7 separate regions of the Mus musculus genome follow, and all the other regions are linked to region 6. The links are chromatin contacts, called in public HiCAR-type and promoter capture Hi-C maps. All regions are on one chromosome and are shown on one strand. Each heading gives the region's core, a stretch centred on a gene start, on an enhancer-like site or on the middle of the called end of the contact. The rest is flanking DNA. Distances are from core to core; before and after follow the strand shown.

Region 1 (4,165 bases), core at 1,494-3,993, 2.8 Mb before region 6:
ACAAAGGAAGACGGACGGACAGGCAGGCCAGCAGACAGACAGAGGCAAGAGAACACAAGGTCAACACTAGCCCAGTCTACTACATCCTCAAAAACAAAAAACAATATCCTACCTGCCACGGTACTGGGGTCCCTCATGCCCTGTCCCATCTCCTCAGAGCTCCTAAAGGTCTAAGCTGGGATGCTAATGGTAAGGAAGACTAATAGCTTCCAGACACGTCGGCGTGGCTCTGGGTTATATAAATGTATCAAATTTTATCAACTGCTTATGGTGTTCGAGACTGGAGAACGTGCCTGTGTCAATTGGCACCAACACCAACACCCCAAGGAGCTGGGGACCCCGAGGAGCTGGGGACAGCAGAGAAAACCCACCAGCAGCCCCAACTAGAAGCAGGCATTTTCTTCCTCGGAAGGGTCTTGGTCAGGCCATCTATCCTTCCTTGCCCTAGGGGCTTTACTGTCCTGGCAGTCTTCCAACCTGGCCCCAGGTCACTGGTCACAGGTGCATACAGAGAGGCTGACTGGCTGTGCTGTGACCTCTGGGATCCCTGGCTAGGGCACACATCTGTAAGCCTCATCTTTGGCCATGTCACCTCCCGTCCAGAAAAGTGTATGTAGCCTTGGCTGTTCTGGAACTCATTGTCAGGCTGGCCTTGAACTCAGAGATCCATATGCCTCCTCTGTCTCCCTGGGACGAAAGACACGTGCCACAACCACGTGATACAAGAGCCACATTTCAATCCTATACTTAGAACTTAGGGAAAGATGTACAGGCCTGGCCTTGGGAGCAGACAGAAGGGTCTGGCTCAGGCTGACACCTCAGTCCCCGACTCTGATGTAATAAAAGGCAAAAAGGAGATTGGTGGTGGTGAGATCTACTTTCCTTTCTTCCCTCTGTTTGTGTTTTGTTTTGTTTGTTTATTTTTGAGACAGAGTCACTCTACAAAGCCCTCACCACCCTGGGACGCACTATGTACTTTGAGTTGCTTCAAACTCAAAGAGATCCTCCTGCCTCTGCCTCCTGAGTGCTGGGATCAAAGGTTTGCACCACCACACCCAGCTTGCTTCCAATTTTCAAGTATTTACTTGTTAGAGGCAAAAATGACAATGGTCTCATCCTAGGCTGAGGTCTAAGGGTTGGCTCCTTGTCCAAGATCACACAGCTGGTCCAGGATGTGGCTTGAGCGTTACTGTCCCCAAAGTCCAGGTCCCTGCCCTTCTGTAACGGGGGCAGCCACCCTCTGGTCTGGACGGCTGTCCTAATAGACTGGCAAGGAGCTTCTGATTAATTCTTCCTTTTGGAAGCTGGCCAGGCTAAATCCACAGCCCCTGAGGACTCAGAATGTGTCTGTCTGCACAGCTATGGCTCCACCAGTACCCATACTGTGGTCAGAGCCACCACCCACAGGAACACAGTCTGCTTCTGAACTACTGCCATTCTAGGAGGACCCAAGTCATGATCATATAACACACGCCTTCCCCACTCCCAACCCCTCTCATTATGGTAATGGTCAAAGTCGTGGCCTCAGGCTGGCCTTGGCCACAGAAGCGTAGAGGACCCTCCCCTCCCTTATCACACACAGCAGCCTTTAGGAATGCACGGAGACCCTGGCACATCACACAACAGCCTGATCTCCATTTCCATATCTGCGCCACCAGTTGTACGAGATGTTCTCTGAGGTCTTTGCCAAGCTGCAAATTCATTACAATATTTGAGTTACTTATAAAACAATTTTTTTCTTTTCCCTGTCAATAAAAAATTACAGACTCGTTCAAGAACAAACAGAAAAGCCAAGGAAGTAGATGAGAACACTCAGGATCCCAGAAGAGGTAAGTCACTTCGCAATTCACAAATTCCAGCATAGTTCTTTGATGTTTGACTCTCCTGTGCAGTTATTTAACAGTGAACTCAAGTGGGTGCTTCCACATCCAGGGGCACAGATATAGGTCCATATGGTGTGCCGTTCCCACTGTCCAAATCTTGACAACTGTACTCCCCCAAAGTTCCTCTAAAACTTTGGCATTAAAACCAAGGGGTACCTGAGGACTACTAACTAGCCCATGGCTAGGCTTTCAAAAGTTCTCAGCTCAAAGAAGCCAACTGCCTTGTCTGGAGCTACACAACTCAGTTTCCAGCCAGACTTCCCGCTAGCCCACTCTGTGGCCAGGAGAGAGTAAAGAGCCACGGCCACAAACGAAGTCCTCTTCTATACACAGGCACTGGAAACAGCTCGGGTCGGTGCCTATCCACTGGGTCAGACCCAGTCTCCAACAGACTGAGATGTCCCCTCACATCTGTCCCCACTCCTGCTTCACCACACTTCTGCGGGCCACTGTCACGGTACCACGGTCACTCCCGCTCACCTGTTCTCAGCCTCTCACCTGTCCCCGACTCCGCCCACCAGTTACAATAGCCTCACCGGTGCCTGCTTCTCTACCAGTCTCCTGCCTTTTCACTCGAGACCCTCGTCTAGGCCGTCTACCCACCCATCAGGGTTCACCTTCTCTCTCTCCTTTAGGACCCCGGTCTTACCACCACGCTGGCTGGCGTGCAGAGCGGGCCTGCCATTGCTGTACGGCATCCAGATCTTCTTCAGGGGATTCTGGGTCAGTTCCCGTGGAGACGCCATCCCTGGGCTGGGATGAATCGGACTGCGCTGCTACTCACCCAGCAACCGGGCCACCTCGGGCCACCCGAGGTCCCGCCCCTCCGGCCCCGCCCACCCTCTAGCGGCTCCAACTCTTGTCAATCTTCTCGCAGGCCCGCCCCAGAACTAATAGGCTCCACCCAAACTAAAGAGGCACTGGCCTACGACTACGCATGCCCAATTTTACTATAGCTTCTTTTGGACTAAGCACGCCCCATCCGTCAAACCAGAGTTGATAACGCGCATGCTCAATACTAGCTACCTTTGACACCCGGATTATGCAGACCCCGCCCCGGATGTGAAGTTTACTGTACTCAACCAGATTGTTCTTATATGCATAGGCCCCACTCATGGTCCCGCCCAGGGTGCTGCAGCCCTGCCCCAAAGCTTGTGTGGCCTCTTACTCCCTTGAGAAATGTGACCTCACAGTCGCCTACTGAGAAGGGTACGGAGAAGCTGAGCAGGCCTGCGTGATCCTCAGAGCCGGATAGTCTGGACCAGCGTGGCACTTGTCCCTGAATGGCTCTAATGACTGACTTGCTGCCCTGGAAGTCAACCACCGCTGCGCCCTCCTGGACCTTCTTCGTTCCTCCTCGGTTGCTTTTAGCCTTGAAACTTCCCGGGTCCACAAGAACAACTTGTTCAACCACACAGAAAAAGTTCCCTTCTCTTAGGGACATAAACACAGAATACATCTCAAAATCGACCATGTTTTGGCCTGGCTGCTGGGGAATTTAGGCTAAATCTCTGAAATATATGAACAAGCTGTTTGGGGTCTCACTAAGCAGTATTCTGATTTTCTTCCCAGGATTTATATTTTACCAATTATAATTTTATTGCTGTTTGGTTTTTCTTTCTTTTGGGGGGGAGAAGAAGGGCTGGTTTCATGTTGCCAGGCTGTCCTGGAACTTAATGTGTAGCTGAGGATAACCTTGAACTTCTGCTCATCTTGCTTTCACCTTCCAAGCTCCAGTGTTTCCACAGAGTTTATGCAGGGAATCGAACCTAGAGAACCTAAGGCTTTGTGTATGCTAAGTAAGCTAACCCCAGCCCCAATTAGTGTTTTAATAATGAATTTTTTTTTTAACGAGCTTCTGTCTCTTCATCAGGAAAATGAGATGCAGACGTCATCAATTTTACAAGACTGTGGTACAGATTAAATGTGTCAGCCTCAGAAATCTGTTTAAAAACATGTGGGCGTTCTCATTCATTATATTACCTCCCTCTCTGCCTTTGAAAATGTACTGGGACAAGGGCCCAGGGCCAGGGCTGGCAGCTCAGGCTTAAGGGCTAAAGTGGTACCATATGAACGAATTCTCCAGCTGGGCGACCCCCAGTGAACATGACCCCTTAGAGGCCAGTGAGGGGTGGTGTTCGGAAGTCACTCTTCTGCGTTTGACCCCCACCAGTCTCCAGAAAGCTCAGGCCTCTTCTTTCTGCTCAGCCCCGCCTCTCCAAACTGTATATTTTCTGTGCAGGCCCCAGCAACAGGGTTTGAATCTCGATCTCACTACCCTC
Region 2 (3,839 bases), core at 236-2,735, 2.6 Mb before region 6:
CACAGGGCCTGACAAAGAGGCAGGGCTTCCTCAAAGTCTCCAAAGAGACCTGGGTGCTCAAAAAGCTGAGCTGGGTGTGACACAGTTTAGATTTTTCTCACCTGAACACCTCTAGAGGAGACTGAGAGTCTGTGAGGAGGACCCTAGAACCAAGGGTCCCTCGTCTTTAGCAAGACCAGATGACATTTCCAAATTTATCACAGTATTTCTGTCCTTAACTGGGCTGGGACAGGATGTTTCCATAGCTAGGGACTATGAGTCTGGAATAGCCCAGACTGCCCTGGGTCCCCTTCCTCCTGCAGTCAGAATAGGCTAGCTGGAGACACTGCAGCAGGACTACTCTTGAGCAAACAGGAACTGGAGCAGGCTCCACTGGAAGGGGACCAGGCCATCTTCAGAACGGGAAACCATGAAGGAGGCTCACTTCCTCACAGTGTGGACAGCTCCCATTCCAGGATGGAGCGCCCAGATTTCAGAGGAAGGAAACCAGAGAAGTCAGGAGTGGAGGCTTGGGAGAAGTGGGGGCTGTGCCAGGGAACCTTGTCTATCAGCAGGGGCCAGGGGCCTTGGTTCCTGAAGGGTTGGGGAATTGTCCTTGGGGAGAGCTTGATAGGTGGGCGGGTTCGGGATACAGAGATACTACAGGAATTGGGACTCGCATAAGGGACAGGAATGCCTGTGGCTCTGGGGTCCAAGTGTGTGGGTGGGGTGGGGACTAAGAACCTGGAGGGTGGTTGAGGAAACAGGTGGTGTATGAGGTGGCACAGTCAGTGGTGGGCACGGTGATCTTTACAGTTAAAGGTGGAGGCTACAGATTGATGGGAGATGGGCATCCTAGGGATTCAGGAAAGGGGAACGAATAGGGTTTGGAGGTCTAAGGGACTTGGATAATGAATGGACTGGAAGTCTCTGGATCCAGCTCGAGAATTCAATGCAGATGGAGGCTCTGATTATCGATGACAGAGAGTCCCTGTTCCAGAATTAAGCTTTTCACGGGCCTGCGGTTAAATGTCAAAGGCCTAGTCTCGGGTGGGTGTTGACGGCCCTTCCGGAGGGGTCTCAGTCCTTACGGCTCTTGGGACTTAAGGTCAGAGTCTCAACCTCCTTGTCTGGTAGAAGTCCCGAAGAATCTGACTGAGCTTCCTGGATCGGTTCTGCGTGCTGGTGAAGGGGTTCGGTCGAGAGGCCTGGGACGGAGGGACACACTCACCTGCAGGCGATGCAGGTAGGCAGGCGGCACGTACCCGGTCTCGCCACTGCGCGCCCGTGCTGCTAACCACCAGTGCGTGCTGCTGCGCTCCAGCACCAGGAAGGTCTCGCCTGCAGCGAACGCCATGGCGTTCGGCTCCGCGGAGCGGAACGCATACAGCGCGCGGTACATGAGGCCGGGCCGGGCCGGGCCGCGAAGCGCCGGGGCTGGGTACGCGACGAAGGTTGCGGTGCCGGGAAGCCAGGCCCTGAGTGCCGCGCCGCCCGGCGCTTGCCCCGCCCCGCCCCGTGACACGCCGCGCGTGCGCATGCGCGACCGCCGGAACCCCGCCCCAGGAGCGAGTCGGCTCCAGTATTGGAGCGCCGCGCCCCCTCGCGGCCGAGAGAGGTTTGGCGGGGCGGGGTGGGAGTCTCCAGTTCCTTCAGGCCTCAGACTCCAGTCAGCTGACTTAGGGTCCTAACTCCCTCTCCCTGGCTTTCCTCCTCCTTTCCCAGCTCAGGTGCAAGCGCTGCGTTCCTTCCCACCTCCTGATGAAGGATGCTTATAGCCAGTGCGTCCCTGGGGACGGGGATATGGTGTTTTGCTTTGAGGAATCCTGATCAGACATTTGGAAGTTCTTTCTGGGGAGGGGTCTCCCCAGCGCATCTAGGCCTCACAGTGCCTTAGTACAAAGTCCCTACTCTGTCGCTGAGGTGGTGGACAAGTGTGGAGGGCAAGGGACAAAACCAGGTTGTACTGTCCAGAATGCATCTTTGCTACCCACCACATATACACTCCCTTCATATATACTGGCTTCTTTCCTATCTTGAGTCTTGCATCTGTTCTATTTGAACACTCCCTTCTGGACCACGCCCCAACTTGTCAATGACTATCCTTTTGCCATTTTTGTTGTTACAAAAGGATTTAAGTCTATGACCTAAGGTCATATTTACTCATAACGAATCAAACTGCGTGTATACATGCATCTCCTGTTTTAAAAGGCTGTCTGTTACCAACCCTGTCCTGCCCCAACATCACAAATGGCACTGGGGAAAAAAAATGGTTAGGGCAGAAGGCTGATAGGGTAGGGACTGAACACATGAGGTTTAAAAAGCATGTTTTGAGTTCTGAATGGTGGCATGATCCCAGCATCCAGGAGGCAGAGCTGTAGAAAGCCAAGATCAAGACCAGCCTGGGCTTCATAGTAAGAATCCGTCTCAAAGAAAGAAAAAGCATCCCTGACCTTCAGTTTAATATTCAGCCTAGCCATCCACATCTTTGAAATCCTTGGCATCCCTCGGTCGTAGTGAAGAAGGCCTAAAGGATCCTTGCATACTCTCCACTAATCTAAGGAGCACAGGATATACACACCATCAGACAATGTTCCAAGGCAAGGTCTCACTGTGTAGTTTTGGCTGTTCTGGAACCATGTAGACCAGGCTGGCCTTAAATCCAATGATCCATCTGCCTTTGCCTCCCAAATGCTGGGACTTAGGGCAGGTGCCACCACACCTGGCTTTTTCCCCCTAAAGACAAGGTCACACTAGCAGCACCAACTGGCCTGAAACTAACAGCAATCCAACTCCCTCTGCCTGAGTACTTAGATGAGCCAGACTACACCTAGACTTCGCTAATCTATTTTTAGGCATGGTGGAGGTAGGCCCAGTGGGATGTGGGGAGCTGCCAGAAGGCTCAGCCAAGACAAGAACTTGATATCCAGACCCTGGCTTTATCAAATGTTTCTGCCAATTTTTGGCAGTGCACACACACACACACACACACACACACACACACACACACACACACTTACAGAAGCTTTCAGGCACAAAGTAGTGGTAGCTCTTTGGAGCTATGCTGACTGGTCTTTGTAAAGGATGAAGCTGGTGTGATTATGGGACTGCTGAGTAGGAGTGGTAGCAGGTGTTGAAGCCAAGACTGTCCATGGCTACCAACAGACCAGAGACTTGTGGCTACTTGAAACCCCACCATGGGGTCCAGGATATCTGAATTACTATGGCCAGCCAATTAATTTCTTGCTGCCAGTTACCAAGGAGAAATAAAAAGCTGGACCCAAACAAGGGTTGGAGCACCTGTTGTCCAGCTTCTCCTTATGCTGCACAGGGCCATGGGAAAGCCTATACCAATTGTACTTTTGTGTAAGGGTGGTAGAGACCAAGCCAGCACAAACCACAGTGACCTGACTAAGTAGTGCTAGACTGGGACACTTTAGACAAAGCCAAGTCTTTGTAATGAGTGGGTGCCAGGCCTAGGAGACCACAAGGCAAGGCTTCTGCAGGCTGGGAGGAGTCTGCATGCTTAGAAAGAACGACAGCAGCACTGTATACAATAAACAAAACATCTGTATTAGAACATTTACACTCAGGGAAGAAAGAGGTATCTGCATCATCAAATGTGGAATGTTGAAGAAACAGTTAAAATAAATAAAAGGCTCTGAGCACGTCTGGGGCCGGCTCAGGCTGGAGGCGGGGGGGGGGGGGGGGGAGGGGGTCACAGGGGCCACTGTCTATCAGCTCCAGGCTGCAGAGGCCAACACCTAGCCATACTGGCCTGCTTCCCGACAGCACAGCTGTAGGGGGACACAAAGAGTCTCTCAGGTCCTGGAATAGCCAGAAAGCTCACTCCCCACTCT
Region 3 (4,166 bases), core at 1,078-3,577, 2.1 Mb after region 6:
TCTGATAGTCGCTCTTTTCTCCCCTCCCCTCCCCTCCCCTCCCCTCCCCTTCCCTCCCCTCCCCTCCCCTCCCCTCACCCCACTTGCTTCCTTTCTATCCACAAAGGAACTCATACAGCAGCTCTGGCTCACTATGTAGCCCAGGCTAGCCTCTAACTTGCAGCAATCCTCCACCTTCAGCCTCAGCTCCCCTCCCAAGTGCTAGCTGAATTACAGGTGTGGGTCACCACAAACAAATAAGATTTTTAAAAACCCAGATTTTAAAAAACCTTGTATTTTTAAGAAAGTTATTTCTGATGGCCAGACATAGTGTTATATGCCTTTAATCCTAGCACTTGGGAGACTGAGGCAGGTGGGTCTCTTTGAGTTTGAGGCTAGCCTGGTCTACAAATCAAATTCCAGAACAGCCATGGCTACACAGAGAAACCCTGTCTTGAAAAACAAGAGACAAAAAACAAACCAAAACAAACACCCCAAAAAAAGAGTTATTCCTGGAGCATGAGGTATCATGCCTATCATCCAGACACTTGGGCAGCAGAAGCAGGAGGACTGCCACGAGTTGAGTCCAGCCTGATCAATGTATCAAGACCATAAAGAAAAGGGAAAAGTTATTATCATTGAGGTTATCCTTTATCTACATGACGATGATAATTAAGGGCCCCCAAACATGCAGCTCCCCATGTTGAGTGCCTTCTTGTCTCTCTTACCTTTAGTTTTTCGATCACTAAGGGGTGTCCCCACTTTTCCGCTGAGTTTCCACTTTGAGCATAGTATTCAGCTACTTCCTTAAGACAGTGAAGAGAAAATGATTAGACCAAGTTAGTACAAAGCCACAATGTCATGAAAACCATGAGTGTGTGTGTGTGTGTGTGTGTGCACGCGCTCGCGTGTGCTGGCGCATTCAAATATGTGTGGGCTGGAACTCCTAATTCTGCATCAGCTGCCTAAGCGCTGGGATTACAGGCATGTGTCACCATCCTGGTTAGTAATGTTTCTTTTTATTAATAGGTGCAGAATAAAAAAACTTCTAAATATTTGTTCATCAAAAATTATTCTGATCCGGGCGTGGTGGCACAGGCCTTTAATCCCGGCACTCGGGAGGCAGAGGCAGGCAGATTTCTGACTTCGAGGCCAGCCTGGTCTACAAAGTGAGTTCCAGGACAGCCAGGGCTACACAGAGAAACCCTGTCTTGAAAAACCAAACAAAAAAAATTATTCTGCCTCGATATTAGACAGTAATAGACAGTAATAATCTGATTCCCAAGGTTTACATATTCTGTCTCCAGCAACATGGTACACAGTGGGCATAGAAACCTCTCAACTAAAAAGGCTGGGTGAGGCCGGGTGTGGTGGCACAGGCCTTTAATCCCGGCACTCGGGAGGCAGAGGCAGGCAGATTTCAGAGTTCAAGGCCAGCCTACAAAGTGAGTTACCAGGACAGCCAGGACTAAACAGAGAAACCCTGTCTCAAAAAAAAAAAAAAAAAAAAAAAAAAAGGCTGGGTGAAGTGTTACCAGTTGAAGATATATTAAGTAATGCACAGTTGTTCTGGAAGAAAACAACAAAACAGCTTCATCCTTCAGGCAGGCAGGAGGATGGGAACTAAAGTTTGTCCTCTGGGCTATGGAGGCTGACCTAGGCCTTGGTTCTCAATGGGCCACATCAGTCGGGCACAGGCTCATGATAAGGCCAGGGGCTGGACAGAGCATTTGGAACTTTGGTTCCATCAAAGCCAGGAGGCTTGAGAAGTGAAACCCAAGGAGGGAACAAATAGAACAGAGAAACACACAGAAAATCTGCACCTTTGGAGGCACAGCCTGGGGAGAAAGCCTTCACACAGCTCTCCGTTTGCAGTGAAACAGAAGAGAGAAATGTCAGGCTCAGAAACCTGCCTTCATCCAAGCCTGGGATCTAAATGCCAGACCTGAGCGGCCCTCAAACCTCACACCCAAATTAAGTTTACAATGTCCTGCCAGCAGTGGCCCCAAACAGCTGTCCAGAACTAAACCAGCCCTTCTAGAGGAAAGAGTTTGGTACAAAAACTCATGTGACTCCTTCAGAAAAAAAAAAAAAAAAAGAATTCACTCCACAGTCCATCCTGAAAAATCCCTAATCGCTGCAGGAAACCAGCCACCACAGGCAAGAATCAGCAAAACAGCCGTGTTTCCTTACAGCCACAGATATTGCTTACATTCACAGCATAAAATAGTTGTGGTGAGTAGATTCCAAAAAGAAAGAAAGGAATTACAAGATTGACAATGGGCTACTAAAACAAACTTGGGAAGCAAGCCAAGGAAACGGAAGCCTTGGCAATGAACCGTAAGAAGGCTACCGCTGGCAAGCTCCAGTACAGCTTCTTAAAGGCTGGTGGGACCGGAAGCTTCTCCTGCCCCCCGGGGAGGCCCTGGGGACCAACAGAGCAGGCGAGCACCTACAGTCCTTTGTTGAGTCTGGGCCTTTCTTCTTTAAGGGCTCTCTGGACATTTTTCACACTCTCCAAAGTTAGACTATGGAGAACTGAACAACACGGCAGGAAGAGCTAAAGCAATTACTTAGTTCAGAAACTTGAGAGAAGAAAAGTGTGAGTGAAAAAGGATATGCCGGACCCAGGAGACTGAGTGCTTACTTCCACGGCAACCATGAAGCTAGCAATGGGAGAGGACAGTGAGACGGCTCAGAGGGGAAGGGTACTTGCTGCCAAGACTGGCGGTGACCAGAGTTCGATCCCGCAGATCCGACTTCAATATGCATACCAACCCCCCCAAATAAATGAACAAATGTAATTACAAGGTCAAAAGGAAACTGAAGGGTGAAATCTTCAACTCCTGAGAGAAAGTAATTAACAACCTGGAATTCATATCCCAAACTGTTGGCTGCTGCTGCTGCTGGTGGCGGCACCCGTACCTATCATCTTAGCCCTCGAGAAGCTGAGGCAGGAGGATCATGAGTTTGAGGCCAGACTGAACTAATTAGGGAGACCCTGTCTCAAAACATTAAAGATTTAGGACAAAATAAAAGTATCATCAATAGGCAAGGTACTACCTATCCCCTCAAAAACAAAACAAAGCAAACACCAACCAAAGGGCAGCCACAAAAGCTCCCGCAGACTCTCAGCAAAGCAGCTCGGCTCCAAGAGAAACATCTGAGTTGCAAGAATGAACGATAAAGTAATAACAAAGTGGGAAAGTCTAAATTACACTGTTCAGGCCGAATAGTAACCTCTGCTTTGTACAACTGAAAGAGTACAATAGAAATAGGGGATGATAGTTCTACAAAAGCTTAGAGATGCAGTTATAAATACTTACAGCATCTCTTTATCAACTACTCTCTCTACACGTCAGCTAAAAGAATCATGGGGTTAAAGGTCATGGGAACTGTCAAAGCTTTTGGTGTGAATCATCAGGTTATTGTAGATTATTCTCCCAAACTACACTGCTTTTGGCAATTGACTACCATGTTCCTTTTAGGGAAGCAAGGCTTGTCTGGGGTCCAGCAATGTACAAGGCAGAGGCTCGCACTTTCAAAGGCTCCAGGATGGAGGGCGCTTGTCACATCTGTCAGGGAAATCGCTAGGCTTTCTGTTTGGGGCTGCATATTATGCCTGTTCCTAGGGGGCCATAGAAGGTCAGTGCCATTCATTGTGTTTGGTAATGAGTATATTAGGGAAGATGTTTATGGTGTCCTCATTCTGCCTACCTCATTATGACGCTACAGTTCTGAGAACCAAATCCTACCTGTGTTTACATGCCCGAGAAGGGTGGGTTCATCTTAAGCCATGCTAAAGAGATAGGAGGAGTAACTACTAATTACTCCTTTCATGAAATACTATACTTTTCCTTCCAAGAATTAACTGCCCCTAGCCCAGATTCCCGTGAGCTGAGCCACCTTGGGGTTTAGCTTGGTCTGCCCATCTTTCTGACTCAACTTTCCCCGTTCCTTCACTTTGGATGCTGGCCACTTTTTCTGGCACATTGTTTCCTTACTCTTCTCTGTCTACAGCCTCCCTCCCTGCCATGTGGCTGTCCGGTGCCATGTGGTGACTTTAATTATTCCTTAAGTGTGTCATGGCCTAGCTTTTCTTCTCCCCTCTGAGAAGCTCCTGAGACTTAGAACGTGACTGCCATGGGTCCCTTCCTTTGTAGGTATAATAACACTGCCCCCAAGCT
Region 4 (4,030 bases), core at 862-3,361, 2.9 Mb after region 6:
CACCAACACAAATGAACATTCCATGATGTATTTTGTTTATAAGCATATCCGGATACCTAGTACCTTATACAAGACCCTAGTCTATAATCTTAAGAGAAATAGTTTGCTTTTTTTTAAATTCAGTTTTAAGCTGTAACCCTTCCATGTCTTTCTCCTCCAACAAACATCCTCTGGAAAACCTTAAATTGTTTTGGCTTTTTCTTTTTCATTTTCCCACAGTACTAGACCCCTTATAACACATTACATAGGTACTAGGTTTTGGGGCACACACCTGTAATCTCAGCATGCAGGAAACTGAGGCAGAAGCACAGAGTTCCAGATCAGTCTGGGCTACACTGTGAGACTCAGTCTCAACTCTTTCACTGCCCCCATACTGTGTAGTTTCTTGCTTATCACCTGATTAATACCGATTTCCTGTTCTATGTATGCTGAAAGAGGAGAGATATTTGCTTGTTCTGATCATTGGTGTACCCCAAGTATTATGCTAGAGGAAAACCTGTCAGATGACGGACACTCAATTGATGATTGCTAAGTGAGTGAACTTTAAAAAACAAAACAAACAAACAAACAAAAAAAAAACAGCTAACTTCTCAAACCTGAATATGCACTGGGACTTTTGTTTAAAATGCATATTCTAATTGTCAAATGTGGGTTGGGATCCCAAGGCTCTGCATTTCTAATAGATTCCCAAGCTACAAGGACATTACTAGGGTTTGTGAATGGCAAAGCTCAAAACTACTCCCATCATTCATTCATTCATGAATATGTGTGTGTGTGTGTGTGTGTGTGTGTGTGTGTGTGTGTGTGTGTATGAGAGACAGAGAGAGAGAGACAGAGAGAAAGAGAGAGAGCAAGCAATGAACCAAAACTATTGCATTGTGACTCCGTTTTTCAGTGCTTAAAGGATCAATGGGGTTAGTAAACAAAACAAGTCAGGAACTCTAAGTCAGAGGACTGGGAAGATGGCTCAGACACACACACAAACAGACACAGACCGGGCGGGGGTAGGGGATCAAACTGTAGGTTAACATCCAATTGTCACAATAGATTTCAATCCTCCCAAAAAATATAATGGTAAACTTGCATCAACTAAAAATTATATAGCAGTGATTTATCTGTATTAAGCATATGCTATAGCAAAATTTCATTAAAATTATCTACTTCTAAGACATAAAATCCAACAAAGCAAAAACATTTAAAACATGAAAATGAGCTCAAGTATCAAATAAGACATATCCATTAATTCTTACCTCAAGAGCTTTAAAAAAGCATTCTGAATTGTCCGAAGACTTTAAAAACTTCACAAGAAACGGCTCTTGGTCATTTCTGGACATAGCTGAACTGTGAGAATAAGGCAGTCAAGAAGAACAAAAGTCAGTCAGTCAATCAGGGAATTAAATGTACAAGTCAACTATTTTTGTAGGGTTTTTGGTTTTTTTTTTTTTTTTTTTTAGTTTTGAGACAAGCCCTGGCAGTCCTGGAATTCGCTCTGTAGACTAGGTCTGCCTGGCACTCAAGAGATGCTCGGCCTCTGCCTCACTCAAGCTGGCAAAAAAGGGAGTGTGCCACTACCGCCCGGCCTGCAAATCAACTATTTTCTTATGCAGACAAGAGTGCCTAAGACATAGCTATCTGGCTTGGTTCATCAATTCATTCAAGATGTTTACAAAGGGCCCCAGAAGGTGGGCAAAGTCGAAGAAGAAAAAAAAGGACACGGATCCTTGCAAACGTGAGAACAAAATGAACGTTCCTGATTGAATCCCCTGAGACCCTTGGTTTGGTCCTCAGTCACTCACTGTTCACTTGCATGGGGCTTAAGACGACGCAGGGCGCCGCTGCGGCTACGGGTACCCACAGCCCGCAAGATTTGCTCCTAAGTTAACGAACTCTGAACGCAAGCAGCCACCGTGCAAGGTCGTGCACGCTCGGCCCAGCTCCCAGGGAAAGGAGCGTCCAGGCCGCGGCTCCCCAGGGACCTGAGGCCCACCCGCCGGTTAGGAGAGGCGCGAAGGCCGCAAGAGGCGCCGGGCGGCCACGCCGGCCGGGAGGAGCCGAAGCTCGCTCACCTAGGTGGAGCCCGAGGGCCCACGGGCACCAAGTCGGGGGGCGCGCGGCCGGCAGGACGGCGGCTGGGGTCGGGCGCCAGCCCGGCGCGCAGCCCCCGCCCTCGGCGGCGCCCCCAACCCGAAGCTAACGCTGCAGAACCCGGAAGGGCCAAGACCGGGAACCGACTTTCGCGCCAACCGAGCGGACGCCACACCTCTTCCGGAGGAAGTGGCGTCATCGGGGCCCCCGCTCTGGGAAGCGGAGCGGTCGGAAGAGGGCGGTCCTTGGGCACGCTTTCCCGAGATGCTCTGGGGTCTGGGTTTGCGGCAACAGTTTCGGCTGCGGCGCAGCTCATCGTTCGTGGCGAGGGCCTGCGGGCGGCCGGACCGATCAGCCTTAAGTCCAGAACGTGCAGAAGTGGGGCGAGGGGGTCCAGTGGCGAGTTCTCCTGACGGTGCCGGGGCAGCGCATGAAGCTAATAGCGGCTTGTGGGTGGGAGGATGTTAAGAAAGTCAAGGTCTGACTCCCCAAAGTGGATGAACAATCAATCCTTACCAAAGCCAAAAACAGTAACGGAAAGAAGACTGGGTGATGAAAGGCACGCTAGATTATTGATTAGGTTATATTCACATTCAAGACTTTTAAAATATGTATTTCTAAGCCGAGCAGTGGTAGAGCACACCTTTAATCCCAGCACTTGGGAGGCAGAGGCAGGCGGATTTCTGAGTTGCCAGCCTGGTCTACAAAGTGAGTTCCAGGACAGCCAGGACTATATAGAGAAACCTGTCTTGAAACTCCACCCCCCCCCCCCCAAAAAAAAGTATTTCTAGATATCCTCTATCAGGTGTATAATTGGCAAAGATTTTCTCCCATCTGTATGCTTATTCATTTGATTAATTTTTCTTTGCTGTGCACAACCTTTTAACTTCACGCAATCCCATTTCATTTGTCCGTTGTTCGTATTATATCCTGAGCAACTAGGGCCCTATTCAGAAAGCCCTTGACTATTTTGGTTTCAGGATTTCAGTTCTGACATTAAGGTCTTTAATCCATTTGGAGTTGATATTTGTGTAACGCAAGAGAGATTAAGATCTAGTTTCCTTCTTTTATGTATGGCTATCCAATTTTCCCGGCACAGTTTATTACAGAAGTTGGTTTTTTTCTTTTCTGATGTGTACTTCCGGCATTTTGTGACAAAGAATCTTTACTTAGCCAAACCTGTAGTCTGACTACTGGTCGTTCTCCTTGTAAAAATCCAGTTAGATCCTGCCACCTTTGATAGCTCATGCCCTTTCTCATTTTTCACTGTCCCCAGGTAATATCTGACTATTCTGGCCTATCTACAGTAAGAAAACTCTTAGGTTCTAACCAAAACCCCATTCTTATGTTACCTCTTAAAAGTTGCTAAGGGTAGCCGGGGGCAGTGGTGGATCACGCCTTTAATCCCAGCACTCAGGAGGCAGAGACAGAGGCAGGCGGGATTTCTGAGTTCAAGACCAGCCTGGTCTACAAAGTGAGTTCCAGGACAGTCTGGGCTACACAGAGAAACCCTGTCTCGAAAAACAAACAAACAAACAAACAAACAAAAACAAAAAAAAGTTGCTAAGGGTAAATTATTGATAAAATGCTGAATTATTAGCCACCCCCAGCTTTATTTTATTTTATTTTATTTTTTGAGACAGAGTTTCTGCATAGCCTTGGCTGTCCTGGAACTCACTGTGTAGGACAGGTTGGCCTTGAACTCAAGAGATCTTGCCTTTGCCTCCCGGAATGCTGAGATTAAAGGTATGCCACCACGCCCAACACAAACTCTATTCTTTTAAGTACAATATATTTAGGGTTGCTGGTCACTGTAGTGATTATAATGGTCCTGCTTTAAAGGTATCATTAACTTTTTTCATTTACAGGATATCGATAACACTGGCGCAGAGGTAAATGCCCACTAGGGAAAAGAAGGGAAATACTTAGTATTGGAGGTAAGGGT
Region 5 (3,762 bases), core at 1,222-3,721, 2.8 Mb after region 6:
TTAATTTGGAGTCTACAGGGAAGACAAACAAGGTGTTATGAATGACAGTGGAGTTGCCCACTGTCCCTTTTGTGAAAAACTGACTTCACAAAATCACCCTCTGGTTTTTATTATGCACCGTGGCACACGTGTATATGTGTGTGAGCATTTACATGTGTGCATTCACATACACATATATGCATGCACAAACACACAAATACTAATAAATAAAAATAAAGTACAAAAGACTACTTAGGGATCACACTGTCCAACCTCTCACAACTCAAGAGAGAATGGGAAGGCCCATGTGGAGGGTGGGGGTTGTCCACGGTCACACACAGAGGTTGAAGCAACTCTGGGACTAGTGGCCCTCTTTCAAAGAGCATAGCATCCCATTGCTGGGATGAACAACCACAGAACCATCTGCAAACCTTCCAGCACCTCCTTTCAAGTGGAAAAACCGTCATCTCTCTCCCCCAACTGTCTTTTTGTCCAGTTGCTTTCTGTGGAATGTGAAAGATGTTCCTAACAAAACTAAATCCTTCAGATTCCTGCACGCATATGAGTAAATATATAAAGTTTTAAATAAACATGGAGGAGTAAAGGGGTGGTATGTAGTTCAAGTACCCACCGAATGGCTGTTCCGCAGATGTCCAGCCCTAACCCTGGCCGTCCTCATTCCCTCCTGTGCCCACCAGATCACCACACATCCCCAGTTACTGACAGGACTTCACATCCCAGAGTTCTGGAAGTCATTTGTCCAAAATCCATCAAACCACAAAACAGGGGTTCGAACCTTGGCACTGTCTTATTCCAAAGACCAAATTCTTTCTCATAACATGGCTTCCTTTCCCACACTCCTACCGTGGTATCTTTACTGAGGTTCCGTTTCTGCCGCTTCTGACTCACGTGTGTTTCTTTTCAGCTAATGGGAAAACCAAAAAACGACTTCCTCTTTTCACAAAGAAAACTCTGCCTTCCTCGGCAGCCCACCGGTGACGTCTGAAGAACCTCAGTGGCTGCTGGACTCCCTAGCTGACTCAGACGGAGCTCCCTGGGGGTGGAGAGAATTCTGCTCCCATTTCTGTAGTCTGTAGCTTGAACAACCGAGGCCTCTCTGAATAAATACTTTGCGTGTGGCTCCCAGTCTGCCATTTGCTGTGGCTAACTTGCTGGTGGTGCAGAAACCCTTCCTTTTCTCTGCAGGTCCCAGGGCCTCTTTGGGGATTTGGGTTGGTGTTTCATGAGTATGTGCGTGTGTTTGTTTTGTTGGTTCAAAGGATAGGACCCAGGGCCTCATGCATGCTAAGTGTGTATGATACACTACACCCCCCATACTGGGAGCCATTCTTGGATGCTTCTAGACAGCATGTTGAGCCTGTTAAATGAGTCCATCAGTCTCATCATTGCCTCAAGGTCAACTGTTCTGGTTTTATCAACACACAAAGGCTGTTCATTCAAAAGTTCTGCACTTGACGGGTACCCTGGTCACATGCAAATCTCTCTCTCTCTCTCTCTCTCTCTCTCTCTCTCTCTCTCTCTCTCTCTCTCTGTCACACACACACACACACACACACACACACACACATCTCATTTGCCCATAGCATAACACCTCTCCATCAGTTTCAACCCATGGGGGACTAATTAGGTTGTGGTAGTTCACCCATTTACAGCCTCAACATTTCTTTTTTGGGATCCACATGCCAGCGCCCTCCACCCCCCCCCCCCGCCCCCCACGCCAGCCCTCTCAAGGCTCGGGCCAGCCAAATCTATTCATGCATCTGCTTCCCACGAAGGCAAGACCCTCCTGCCCTCAGATTACAACTGAAACCACCACCTGTGTGGGACCACAGGCTCTCAGTGCTTCTAAAACCACACACCACCACACCACAAAAACAAACACGTCTGTTTCTGTTACCTGCCTGCTACACAGAATTAGACCAAGATAAGCTCCGTCGTTGTCCCTTTGTCACTGTGAGCTACTTACCCCAACAGAGGGATACATCCCTGTGTGGGAACATTTGAAGACCTTCATATGGATGTAAAGTCCCAAAAAGACCAATAAACAGTGTTTACCTTTATTTAAAAACAAACAGCCGAGAATGTGAGGTTGCACACCTTTAATCTCAGCACTCAGGAGGCAGAGGCAGGTGGATCTCTGTGAGTTCAAGGCCAGGCTGACATACAAAAAAGAGTTTCAGAACAGTCAAGGCTGTTACACAAAGGAATCCTGTCTCAAAAAACAAAACAAGCCAACAACCTTTTAAAAGAAGCAAGGTGTGTCCTGGTTAGGATTCTGTCCCGTAGATTTCCTTGCTGGCCTGCAGGACCAAAGAAAGAGAACCCACGAGTCTCCCAGAAGGCCAGTTACTTAGACTCTACACAATATCTTTACATAATTCAGTGTCTGAAGTCCAGAAATAGAAAAGACACCACTTACGCTCCGTTTCAGCTAAGCCTCCACTGCCCTGCTAGCTTGCTCGCTGCGAACTGCTCCTAATTGAACCACCTGGGTGCAAAAGCCATCAGGAAGACAGTGCAGCTGTCTCAGCGACATTGGATGCTGCAAGACCTTCTTGCCTTTCTTATTATCCTTAATTATTATTTCCAAGCCAAGATTTCAGTTTCCAACCTCTACACAGCCCAGGGCCTGGAAGGTGAAGAGGACCCCATGCTGGGGTTTTGTTTGTTTGTTTGTTTGTTTGTTTGTTTTTGCCGAATCTGGAAGCCACTGGTATGCAAGGAGAGTAGATGCGCGCCCTCTCAAGGGTTTCTCCCAGTGGGGCTGCGAGTTTTAGACTCTTCTGCCCTGCAAATCTCCACGAGCAGGTGCCGCGAGTCAGAAAGTTAATCACCTTTTGGCAGGGGAAGATCATGACTGACGGCTGCTTCCAGTTCCCAGCGCAGGCTCCTGCTGCTTCTAATGAGGCTTCGTTAGCAGGTATGAAAAGGCCCCGCTGGCCCCTGGATTCTGCCAGCGCCTTTTGAAAATCAGACTTCCTCTCACAACATCACGGTACAATTACCCGTTGGCAGTGGTTCCCTGACAGGTGGTGGGGGAGGCTGCTGCCGGTGGTGACGAGCATTTGTTCTGGAGTAGATGGGTAAAGGGCTTTGGCTGGATTCCTCCTAAGCTCTTTCCACACCGTACTACTCAACTCCATGGATTTTGGGTTTCCAGGTGTGTGCTTGAGAGCGCGCGTGCGCGCGCACACACACACACACACACACACACACACACACGCACGCACGCACGCACGCACACACACACATACCATAATAGCACCCATTAGCGTTGAGACCCCCACATCCTTTGATAACAATGTCCTTAAATTGTACTTCAAGGATATTGGTAATTCTTTTAAGCATGGATTGATGCTCAAATGTTTTGACAGACTGGGGGGAGGGGGAATACCCATATAAGGAAGATCATTTCTGTTCTCATGGGTTGACAATCTTGGTGGGGCAAGGACTAAACAAAGCAACGTGGCACTGTACAGTTTGCATGGCCCCTTCCCTGAATTCATTTTGTCCCCAAAGGCATGAAGATAAATCTGATTTCAGTTGCTTCTCCACTACAGGATTCAGTAAGTGCCACCCAGTTCACTGCCCTTTGTTTAACTGCCCTACACACATTCTTCAATAAGCCCTTGGGCCACCTCACCAGCTTTTACTTAATTACACCCATGTGTTTGTTGGGAGGAGCTTGTCGGGGTGCTGGTGGAGTCAGAGGACAACTTTTGGGAGTTGGTTCTCTCCTTCCACCATGTTAATCCCAGGGGA
Region 6 (4,162 bases), core at 1,531-4,030:
GGCAGCTGATGGGCAGCTTAGGGGCGGGGTGGAGGGGCTTTAGGTAAACAAACTCTTAGTCTGTCCTCAGGTGCTCCCCGCTCCCTGCAGAGTGACCTTATGCTTGAACCTTAGGCACGAAGGTCACTGTGTGGCCAGGGGCCTAGCAGCTTAACAATTCCTTGGGGACAGAAGCATGGCTTGGTACCGTACACAAGGGGACGTAGCCCCACTGGGTATGCACAAATGATTTTTTTGTTTTGTTTTGGTTTTTTTTTTTATTTTTTTGAGACAGGGTTTCTCTGTGTAGCCCTGGCTGTCCTGGAACACACTCTGTAGTCCAGGCTGGCCTTGAACTCAGAAATCCGCCTGCCTCTGCCTCCCGAGTGCTGGGATCAAAGGCATGCACCACCACTGCTCGGCATGCACAACTGATTAACTCTATGAGTAGAAGCCTGAAGCTTTAAGCCTGATCTTTGGGGCCCCAGCTCCCCTTAGCTGTGTGACCCCTGACCTCTCTGAACCTGAACCTCATCTATAAAACACAGCTAATTCCCTCAAACTCAGAGGCCTGTGGTGTGTGGGAGAAAGAGCTGAGGAACTGGACTTTGCTGACATTTTTAAAAAAATCTTAAGGGAGCTGTGTTTTACTGATCCTCCTACCTGCCTAGACCTTGAGAGAGAGAGAGAGAGAGAGAGAGAGAGAGAGAGAGAGAGAGAGAGAGGCTAAGAAGCTCCCCAGAGGAAGAGGCAGACAAGCCCCTTCTACTGTTACCAGGGCATACTGAAAAGCCAGCAGGGAAAGTGACATCTCTTCCTACCCCACCCCAATGTCTCCCCAGTCACCATCAATAATCTAGAGGCCAGGCCTGGGACATCTGAGCCTCCTTCATCAAAGATTCATGCCTCCCCGCCCCCACCTTGCCCACCTCCAACTCTAGCAAGCCTCAGGTTACTGTCCCTCTTGGGCCCCACTCTGAGGTCAGCAGGCCTACACCTATGGCCTGGCCAAGGCTGGCACCTGATCCTCCATGGTGGTCTTTCTTGCCACTTCCAGCAGGCACAAAAGAAGGTGCACATCCTCATAGGCAGGAGACTGGGAGGCTCCCCTGGGCAGGCCTGTCTCACTTCATAGGGAATGAAGGGATAGGGCAGAGCCTTGGCCACAGGATCTGTAAGCAGTGTGTGTGTGTGTGTGTGTGTGTGTGTGTAAAACTTCGTAGCACCTCCTCCCTCTTGGAGATAGCAGCTCAGACCAGACAAAGAGGAAGGAAGGGGCAGGCCAGGCAGCAGTTTACCCTGACAGTTCCCCTCTTTGGGGCTGACTCAAGAAACCTGCTCCTCCATCTCTAGGAGAGGCTGGCCCACCTGTGGGTGGCCAGGCTTGATCCAGGTCCCTGCATGCTCAGGACAAACAGGATGGGGATGGGCTAGGGCAGGGAAAGTCTCTTGGCTTGTCCATCCACCAAGCAGCCACAACCGCAGGCAGGGATTCCGGCAGTCAGGCTGGTCGATGGTGGTAGCCCTGGTCAGGGAATCATGATGTGGTGGTAGGAGTGGCTGATGGCCAAACCAACAAGCTGTCTGGGCAAGCAGCCTGGCCTTCCCTACTGGCCAGGGAAGCAGCCCTTCCAGGCCCATAACAAATGGGGACAAAATACCTGGCTCCCAGCTATTGCTTCTTTCTTAAGTCTCTCCAAGGAGGAAACTGGGGCCCTGGAGGGGGGCTATGGGTGTCACGCCCTGGGCTGTAGAAGCTTCCTGTAGATGAGGGTGGAGGCAGGAGCTCCCCTATAAAGTCTGAATCCTGACCCGTTCCCCTGCTTCCAGCTTGAAGTTGGGACTTTGCAGGCCTGGCTGGAGCAGCGATAGAGAGATCACAATGGAAAAGGGAAGAAGTCAGAGGCCAAGGTCAGATGTGCAGTTCTCCCCATTCTACTTAAGAAGGAGGGCTCCATTCCAGCTTCTGTCCAACCTAGTCTGCAAGAGTCTAGGGGTCCTGAAAGGAGAAAAGGTCAGGCTACCCTCTCCACACATACACATAAGCCCATGTCAGTCATAAGACACCCATGCAAACACCCATGCTAACACACACATACTGAGATGTGCCTGAACTGTGCACACATGCAGATACCCACAGTTTCTGTGCGTGCAGCCAGGAAACACTGATGTCTGAGATGGAACCTAGAGTGTCCAAAACCAGCCACTAGTGCATGCACACGAAGAAGCCTGGACAGGCATAACCAAGTCTCATCCAGATGTGCACATACTGGACTGTATACAGAGAACATGTGTACACCCATGTACACTTTTCCAGATGTGCACATCCGGGTACACCCCACCTCCAGAAAAGAACAAAAATACCCAGACCAGTATACACAGGCACATCCGCCCCCAGTTGGGTACACAAGATACTTCCACCCTCGCTGTGTGCATCCATGTGCACCCACTCCCAGCTATGTACAACAGTCTGTTCTGCCCCAAGACGTGTCCATCCCAGGGACTCGCGGTTGCAAAAGAGAACAGGAAGCTTCCCAGGAGGGTACAAGGAAGAGAAGGATGAAGGGACCTAGCGCGGAGAACCAGCGCGGCGGAGCCCCTGTCCGCCCTCCATCCGCCCTCACCGTGGATGCCGGTCTGGTGCGCCATGGCTCAGCTTTCGGCTCGCCCGTGCCGTCGGAGTTCTCCTCTTGGTCCTGGCCCGGCTCGACTCGGCTCGCCTGGACCCAGAGCTCCGGAGGATGTGGCGACGGCACCGAGCCTCGCGCAGCTTCCCGGGCGGTGCCGCAGGACCCGCCCCCAGCGCGCCCCGCCCCCGGAGGGCGAGGCCGGCAGAGGCGGGCATTGGTGCCGCGCGTGCGCGCAGCGGGCGCCGGGGTCCGGATGGCCCAGTGCCCGGCCGCTACCACCTTCATGGCCAAGAAGGGGCCCCAAGGGATTGTGTGGGTGGTCCCTTGTAGGCCAGGATCCTGGAGGTCTGTGGGCGGATCCGCACTTGGGCGTGGGAGGGGCTGTGAGCTTGCCGCGGAGGAGGTTTGAGAGTGAGGGCCGATCCAGGCGTACCCGTTTGTGATGGTGAGGTGATCTCAGTGTAGGTGGGCACGCGCTCGTGTGTGGTCGTGAGTGTGAGTGTGTGTGTGTGTATGTGTGTGTGTGTGTGTGTGTGTGTGTGTGTGTGTGTGTGTGTGTGTGTGTGTGTGTGTGTGTGTGTACTGATTTCCTACCAGTCATCAGGTGCACGGTGTCTGGAGCCCAACGCTGAGAAAGTGAATGGCCATAGGAGGAAATGAATTTTGGAAGGAATACGGTAGGAGAGACCGAGGTGACCTAACAAGGCTGAGGAAAGTTTTCCAAAAAGACGGTGCATGTGCTAAGTGTGACCCAGTGGTGGAAGGACTGGAAGTCAACCTGAGGAACTTCCCAATTCCTAATGACCTTGCCTCTATTCCCAGCAGCCTTTCCTACTGCTCTTACAGACTAACGGCCGAATAGCAGCTAGTACTCTTTAACCTCAGAAACATCTCTCCACCCTGGACCTTGTTATTAAAAAATAGATAAACGGGACTGGACAGATGGCTCAGTGGTCAAGAGCATTAGCTGCTTTTGCATAGGACTCAAGTTTGGTTCCCAGCACCCACATGACACAACTGTTCCTTCTTCTGGCCTCCTGGGATTAGACACGGACATTGTGCACATAGATACATGCGGGCCAAACACCCAGACACACACCAAAATTTTTTTTTTACTGAAATAAATAAAAACTTTAAAAAATAGATAACTTAATGAGAGATGGCTCAGTCAGTAAAGTGCTGAGTTAGCATATAATTTCAGATTCCCGGCAACAGAATGAAGACACTTGGCTTTCCCCTTGGACTGTGCAGGGAGGCTGGGGACCTTGGGAGAGGGAGTTTGAGGAGACAGGCCAATACCTATTGGGGCTTATTTGCTTATTAGTCAGCCAACCCAGCCAAATGGAGAGAGAGAGAGAGAGAGAGAGAGAGAGAGAGAGAGAGAGAGAGAGAGAGAGAGAGAGAGAGAGAGAGAGAGAGAAAGCGCAATAGAGGCTGACTGGCTGGCATCCACCTCTGGTTTCCACATTGTACTCTAACATACACAGTGTATGTATATACTACACACACACACCCCAAATCTGTGAGAGAACTCAAGTTCAAATGGCATCCTT
Region 7 (3,898 bases), core at 920-3,419, 2.8 Mb after region 6:
GAAAAATGGGTGGGGTGTTCAACTGATAAAATAGTTGCAGGATACAGGAAACAGCTTTGTAGACAGTGGTGGGATTTAACCTCAGCAGAGGGAGGCAAAGGCAGGAAGATCTCTGAGTTCAAGGCCAGACAGGGCTACACAGGGTGACTCTATCCTAAAAACAAATGAAAGGAAACAGAAACAAAATGAGAGAGAAAGGAGAAAGAGAGAGAGAATTGGAAGTGGAGATTCAAGACCATCCTTGGCTCTGTGTTCAAGGTTAATTTAGGATACTTTAGACACTGTCTTAAAATGAGGGGGGTGGGGAGCAGGAAAGGGCAGAAAAAGAAGGAAAGAGGAAAGAAGACAAGGAAGGTAAAAAGAAAGTTTGCTAAGAGATGTTAAGCAAAGCTGGTGGCACTGGGCAGTGCTGAACTTGGACAATACCACAGGAAGATATGTGGTGTCACAAAAGGAAGTCACCTAGGAACCATCCTGGGCTGGGGGAAGAGAACAAATATGTCTGCTTATTAGCCAGGTGTGGTGGCGCACACCTTCAATTTCAGCACTTAGGAGGCCCAGGCAGGTGAATCTCTGAGTTTGAGGTCATCTCCGTCTTCAGAGCCAGTTCCAAGGCAGCCAGGACTACATAGTGAAACCTGTCTCAAAAAACAAAACAAAAGAAAGGTCTTCTTATTGTTGGCTACAGCCATAGAGCCTTCATTTATCCATCGATATGTTCAGAATGTAGGTCTTCAATAGCCACAACTAGGGAAGGACTTGTAAGGAAAGACAGGAGGGAACAGGTGTGGAAAGACATCCCTCCATTTACTAGCTGGGTCCTATCTTTCCCCCAAGGCTACAGACATAGGACTTAGCCATTTCCTCAGTGGTTGTCACAGCTTTCTCCTCTACCCTTTAGAGGAAGCAGAAGTTTAATGCATACCCAGACCACACGTCTCATAGAGAAACACACATTTGATTCTCCAAGGCCCCAAAGTCAAGTCAGGTGGAAACAAGGATATTTTTTATCCCCTTCTCTGTCCTAAGATCCAGCATAGGAGCCAAAGTTAAACTGTAGCAATCACTCAAACTCAAGTCAGAGCAGGAGCAATTCTAGGTGCAATTGTGTAACTAAAAACAAGGAAACTCCAACATCTGTATTGGGTCATTCATTCTTTAGCTGGTAGAGAGCCTCTCTAGCAAGAATGGAAACCCCTAGTATCGCTAACATAGGCACAAAAGTGCATGCCTGAATTCTCAGCACTTGGGATGGTGGAGGCTGGAAGGTCAGAAACACATTATCTTTTCTATGTATGGCGTTCAAAGCAGCCTGGGGTAGGTGAGACCCGGTCCCAAAACAAAGCAATCTCCCCCAAGCAAACAAAAAGCTTTCTGGGCTGCAGATGTTTCGGGGATCAAGTATTCACATAGTATGTGCCAATAGGGTGAAGACCCAGGAAAAGGAGGGGTTTTGTGTGTTTTCTTTTTGTGATTCTGTGGACAGACTCTGCGCTGACATGCGCCTGTCGCACGCTACCACCAAAATCACATTCCCAGCCATTCTCCATCTCACAAGAGCTAGCGTTAGAGGGTCAGATTTATTTAGCCTGACCCTGGTAGACACAGCTAGTCAAAATCAGTTCCCTTCCTTTCATGCACTGGCTTATTTAAGATCCTTCCGTAAATGGAACCACGAATACTAATCCAGCGCTCCTCATCAAAAGCATTCCATTCAGAAGAAAAGTAATAGGTGCCCGACCAGAGAGGGTGCGAGTACAGAAAAGCAGGGCAGGAGGACCAAGCTTGAACATAGCTGGCTTAACATGGTCTCTTTCCTTTTCCTGAAAGTTCAAACGCCTACCAGGCCACAGTCCTGGCGAGCAGACGCACGTGTACCCTGCGCATGCGCGCAACCAAGGCACACCCGCCCCCTCCGGCTGGTCTTCTTCAGCCAAGTCACCAACCCTCTAAATGCCCGCCCTCAAGGCAAATTCCCTGGCCAATCGGAGGCAGGAGTCACTAGGGACGTCACTCTCTTTGCCTACACCCGCTTTCTCCCCGCCCCCATACAGGGCACCGCCCCGTAGAAGGAACGGATTGTCACCTAAGCGCTCCGTCCGGGCATCTGATTGGCTCTCCCGGAAGACCCGCCCCCTTCTCATCCCGCCGCCCGCCCCCCTCGGCGCGCCCACAGCGGCGGGCGGAACCGAGCGCGCAGGCGCGGCGCTGCCTCTCTCTGCTGGTGGCCCGCCCTCCCTCCTCCCCTCCCTCCCCTCCCCGTCCCCTCTCCCCCTCCTCAGGCCCGCGCGTCTTCCTCCCGCACGCGCCGTCGTTAGCCGAGCGCTCGCCGGTGCGCGCCTTCCTTGTCCCTCAGGCAGCGGGGCGGGCGCGACCCTGCTCCACGCTCGCGGTTCCCAGCGAGGAACGTACCACCAGAGCACGGGGGGAGCCGGCCGCCCTGCCGCCCGCGCCTCGGCGACCCCGCGGGGCTGAGGCGACGCCGCACCCTGCAGCCTGAGCGCACAGCCGGCCTTGACCCAGAGCTCGGAGCCGCGAGCGCCGCGCCCTCCGCCGGCCCCACCCATCCGGACCGCGGCCATGGCCGAGACCGAGGAGCGGAGCCTGGACAACTTCTTCGCCAAGAGGGACAAGAAGAAGAAGAAGGAACGGAGCAGTCGCGCGGCCAACGCGGCGAGCGGCGCGGGCGGGAGCAGCGCGGCGGCGGGCTCCAGGCCGGGCGATGGCGGGAGCCTGGGCTCCGGTGCCAGGTCGGGCGACGGCGGGAGCTTGGGCTCCGGCTCCAGGTCGGGCGACGGCGGGAGCTCGGGCTCTGGTGCTAGGTCCGGAGACGGCGGGAGCTCGAGGTCCGGAGACGGCGGGAGCGCGGGCCCCGCCGGCAAGGCCATAACGAAGGTGAGGGTCGGGAGGCCGGCGGCCGGCCGCATGTGCCCGCCCCCGCCGGCCCGGGAGGCCACGTGACTCGGGCTTCGCACGTCGGCCCGGCGGGCGGGCGGGCTCGCGGTCCTCGGCCCCCGGGGCTCGTCTGGCCGCCCCCGTCCGCGGCCCTCTGCGCGCCGCGCCCTCTGGGCCACGGGGGTTGGGCCGGTCCCCGGGTGACGTGTGCCCGAGTCCTCGTGGTCCCGCTTGAGCCCCGCTGGGGCCGGATTTCATGTTCTTAAGGTGTTCCGAGGCTCCTCTGTGCCGCCCGGGCCAGCGTGGCTTACTCTCCCAACCACGGCCACGCAGGGCTGGGAATTGAGTTGTGGAATTTCTGTCGCCTTCTCTCCGCCGCTCAGCTCGCCCTGGGCTTGGGTTTAAGTAAAAGCGGCGGCAGAGAGGGCGTTTGGGAATTAGGCACGTCTCCGGATCTTGCAGGAACGGGCTAAACTTTACCGTCCGGCCACTAGCCCCAATTTTTGAGACAAGGTCTCACGGTGTAGCTCTGGTTGGCCTCCAGTTCACAAAGAGCCTCCGGCCTCTGTCTCTGGAGTACTGGGATTAAAGGTCTGTGTCACTGTCTGCAATTTTGTTTTTTTTTTGTTGTTGTTGTTGTTGTTGTTTTTTGTTTTTTTTAAAGATCACATTTATTTGCTTATTTGTGTGCGCGCACTCCTGTGTACGTGTGCGGAGAGGTTAGAGGCCGGGGTAAATTCTCTCTTCCCACCACGTGGGCCTGGAGAGTTAGACTCTCTGGTTCTCGGTGTTGACTGCCGCCGATTCTTAGACCGACTCAAGAATCCTGGCGACCACTGATGGAATTTTTCCGAGTCTGGAATCTGTTTACCAAGATCTCTAATTAATTAATTCGATGTTTCGCGGGTACCTTTACCAGTTTGGGGAATCCCGTTGGCCCTTGATGCCTTTTAGTCTGAAGTGGGCTTACCAAAAACTAATCAGGTGTTGTTTCTTCCATAGG

The links. Promoter capture Hi-C pulls out the DNA fragments that hold promoters and counts their contacts. HiCAR-type assays count read pairs that join an accessible place to other places. Capture Hi-C pulls out chosen DNA fragments and counts their contacts.
Region 1: a promoter capture Hi-C map of the 3T3-L1 cell line shows a contact between it and region 6, with 4 times the contacts expected there. The contact joins the promoter of Pfkfb4 here to the promoter of Twf2 in region 6. A contact is called at or near these places in 2 of 39 promoter capture datasets (the 3T3-L1 cell line and liver).
Region 2: a promoter capture Hi-C map of pre-B cells shows a contact between it and region 6, with 4 times the contacts expected there. The contact joins the promoter of Nckipsd here to the promoter of Twf2 in region 6. A contact is called at or near these places in 3 of 39 promoter capture datasets (liver and pre-B cells) and 1 of 9 other capture datasets (liver).
Region 3: a HiCAR-type map of astrocytes shows a contact between it and region 6, with 4 times the contacts expected there. The contact joins the enhancer-like site here to the promoter of Twf2 in region 6. A contact is called at or near these places in 3 of 39 promoter capture datasets (the 3T3-L1 cell line, cranial neural crest and hippocampal neurons) and 2 of 115 datasets of contacts at active chromatin or transcription factors (astrocytes and embryonic stem cells).
Region 4: a promoter capture Hi-C map of pre-B cells shows a contact between it and region 6, with 4 times the contacts expected there. The contact joins the promoter of Topbp1 here to the promoter of Twf2 in region 6. A contact is called at or near these places in 2 of 39 promoter capture datasets (cranial neural crest and pre-B cells) and 1 of 115 datasets of contacts at active chromatin or transcription factors (astrocytes).
Region 5: a contact with region 6 is called in a promoter capture Hi-C map of pre-B cells, with 3 times the contacts expected there. The contact joins the promoter of 5830418P13Rik here to the promoter of Twf2 in region 6. A contact is called at or near these places in 2 of 39 promoter capture datasets (cranial neural crest and pre-B cells).
Region 7: a contact with region 6 is called in a promoter capture Hi-C map of liver, with 3 times the contacts expected there. The contact joins the promoter of Cdv3 here to the promoter of Twf2 in region 6. A contact is called at or near these places in 3 of 39 promoter capture datasets (the 3T3-L1 cell line, cranial neural crest and pre-B cells), 1 of 484 Hi-C or Micro-C datasets (B cells), 2 of 115 datasets of contacts at active chromatin or transcription factors (astrocytes and pro-B cells) and 1 of 9 other capture datasets (liver).

What each region holds. Positions count from the first base shown.
Region 1 is chr9:108,990,480-108,994,644 of GRCm38.p6, reverse strand. Pfkfb4 (6-phosphofructo-2-kinase/fructose-2,6-biphosphatase 4) reads right to left here and starts at 2,743. Exons shown (of 14, transcript NM_173019.5): 1 at 2,533-2,743. The coding sequence starts at 2,629.
Region 2 is chr9:108,806,026-108,809,864 of GRCm38.p6, reverse strand. Nckipsd (NCK interacting protein with SH3 domain) reads right to left here and starts at 1,485. Exons shown (of 13, transcript NM_030729.4): 1 at 1,211-1,485. The coding sequence starts at 1,381. Ip6k2 (inositol hexaphosphate kinase 2) reads right to left here. Exons shown (of 6, transcript NM_001379600.1): 6 at 3,532-3,839. The coding sequence ends at 3,826.
Region 3 is chr9:104,086,877-104,091,042 of GRCm38.p6, reverse strand. It overlaps Acad11 (acyl-Coenzyme A dehydrogenase family, member 11), which reads right to left. Exons shown (of 20, transcript NM_175324.4): 10 at 708-785. Among named protein-coding and RNA genes, the nearest start is that of Acad11, 25 kb to the right of the region's middle. Within about 2 kb of position 2,327, at least 46 of the 459 cell types and tissues checked have an H3K27ac peak or open chromatin away from gene starts, as enhancers often do. A contact at or near this core is called in astrocytes, where this site is marked.
Region 4 is chr9:103,303,408-103,307,437 of GRCm38.p6, reverse strand. Topbp1 (topoisomerase (DNA) II binding protein 1) reads right to left here and starts at 2,111. Exons shown (of 28, transcript NM_176979.5): 1 at 2,067-2,111; 2 at 1,251-1,341. The coding sequence starts at 1,334.
Region 5 is chr9:103,422,287-103,426,048 of GRCm38.p6, reverse strand. It overlaps 5830418P13Rik (RIKEN cDNA 5830418P13 gene), which reads right to left and starts at 2,471. Exons shown (of 6, transcript NR_040466.1): 1 at 2,420-2,471. It overlaps Bfsp2 (beaded filament structural protein 2, phakinin), which reads left to right. Exons shown (of 7, transcript NM_001002896.3): 7 at 905-1,125. The coding sequence ends at 908.
Region 6 is chr9:106,201,726-106,205,887 of GRCm38.p6, reverse strand. It overlaps Twf2 (twinfilin actin binding protein 2), which reads right to left and starts at 2,780. Exons shown (of 9, transcript NM_011876.3): 1 at 2,604-2,780. The coding sequence starts at 2,628.
Region 7 is chr9:103,364,051-103,367,948 of GRCm38.p6, reverse strand. Cdv3 (carnitine deficiency-associated gene expressed in ventricle 3) reads left to right here and starts at 2,169. Exons shown (of 5, transcript NM_175565.3): 1 at 2,169-2,895; 2 at 3,898. The coding sequence starts at 2,581.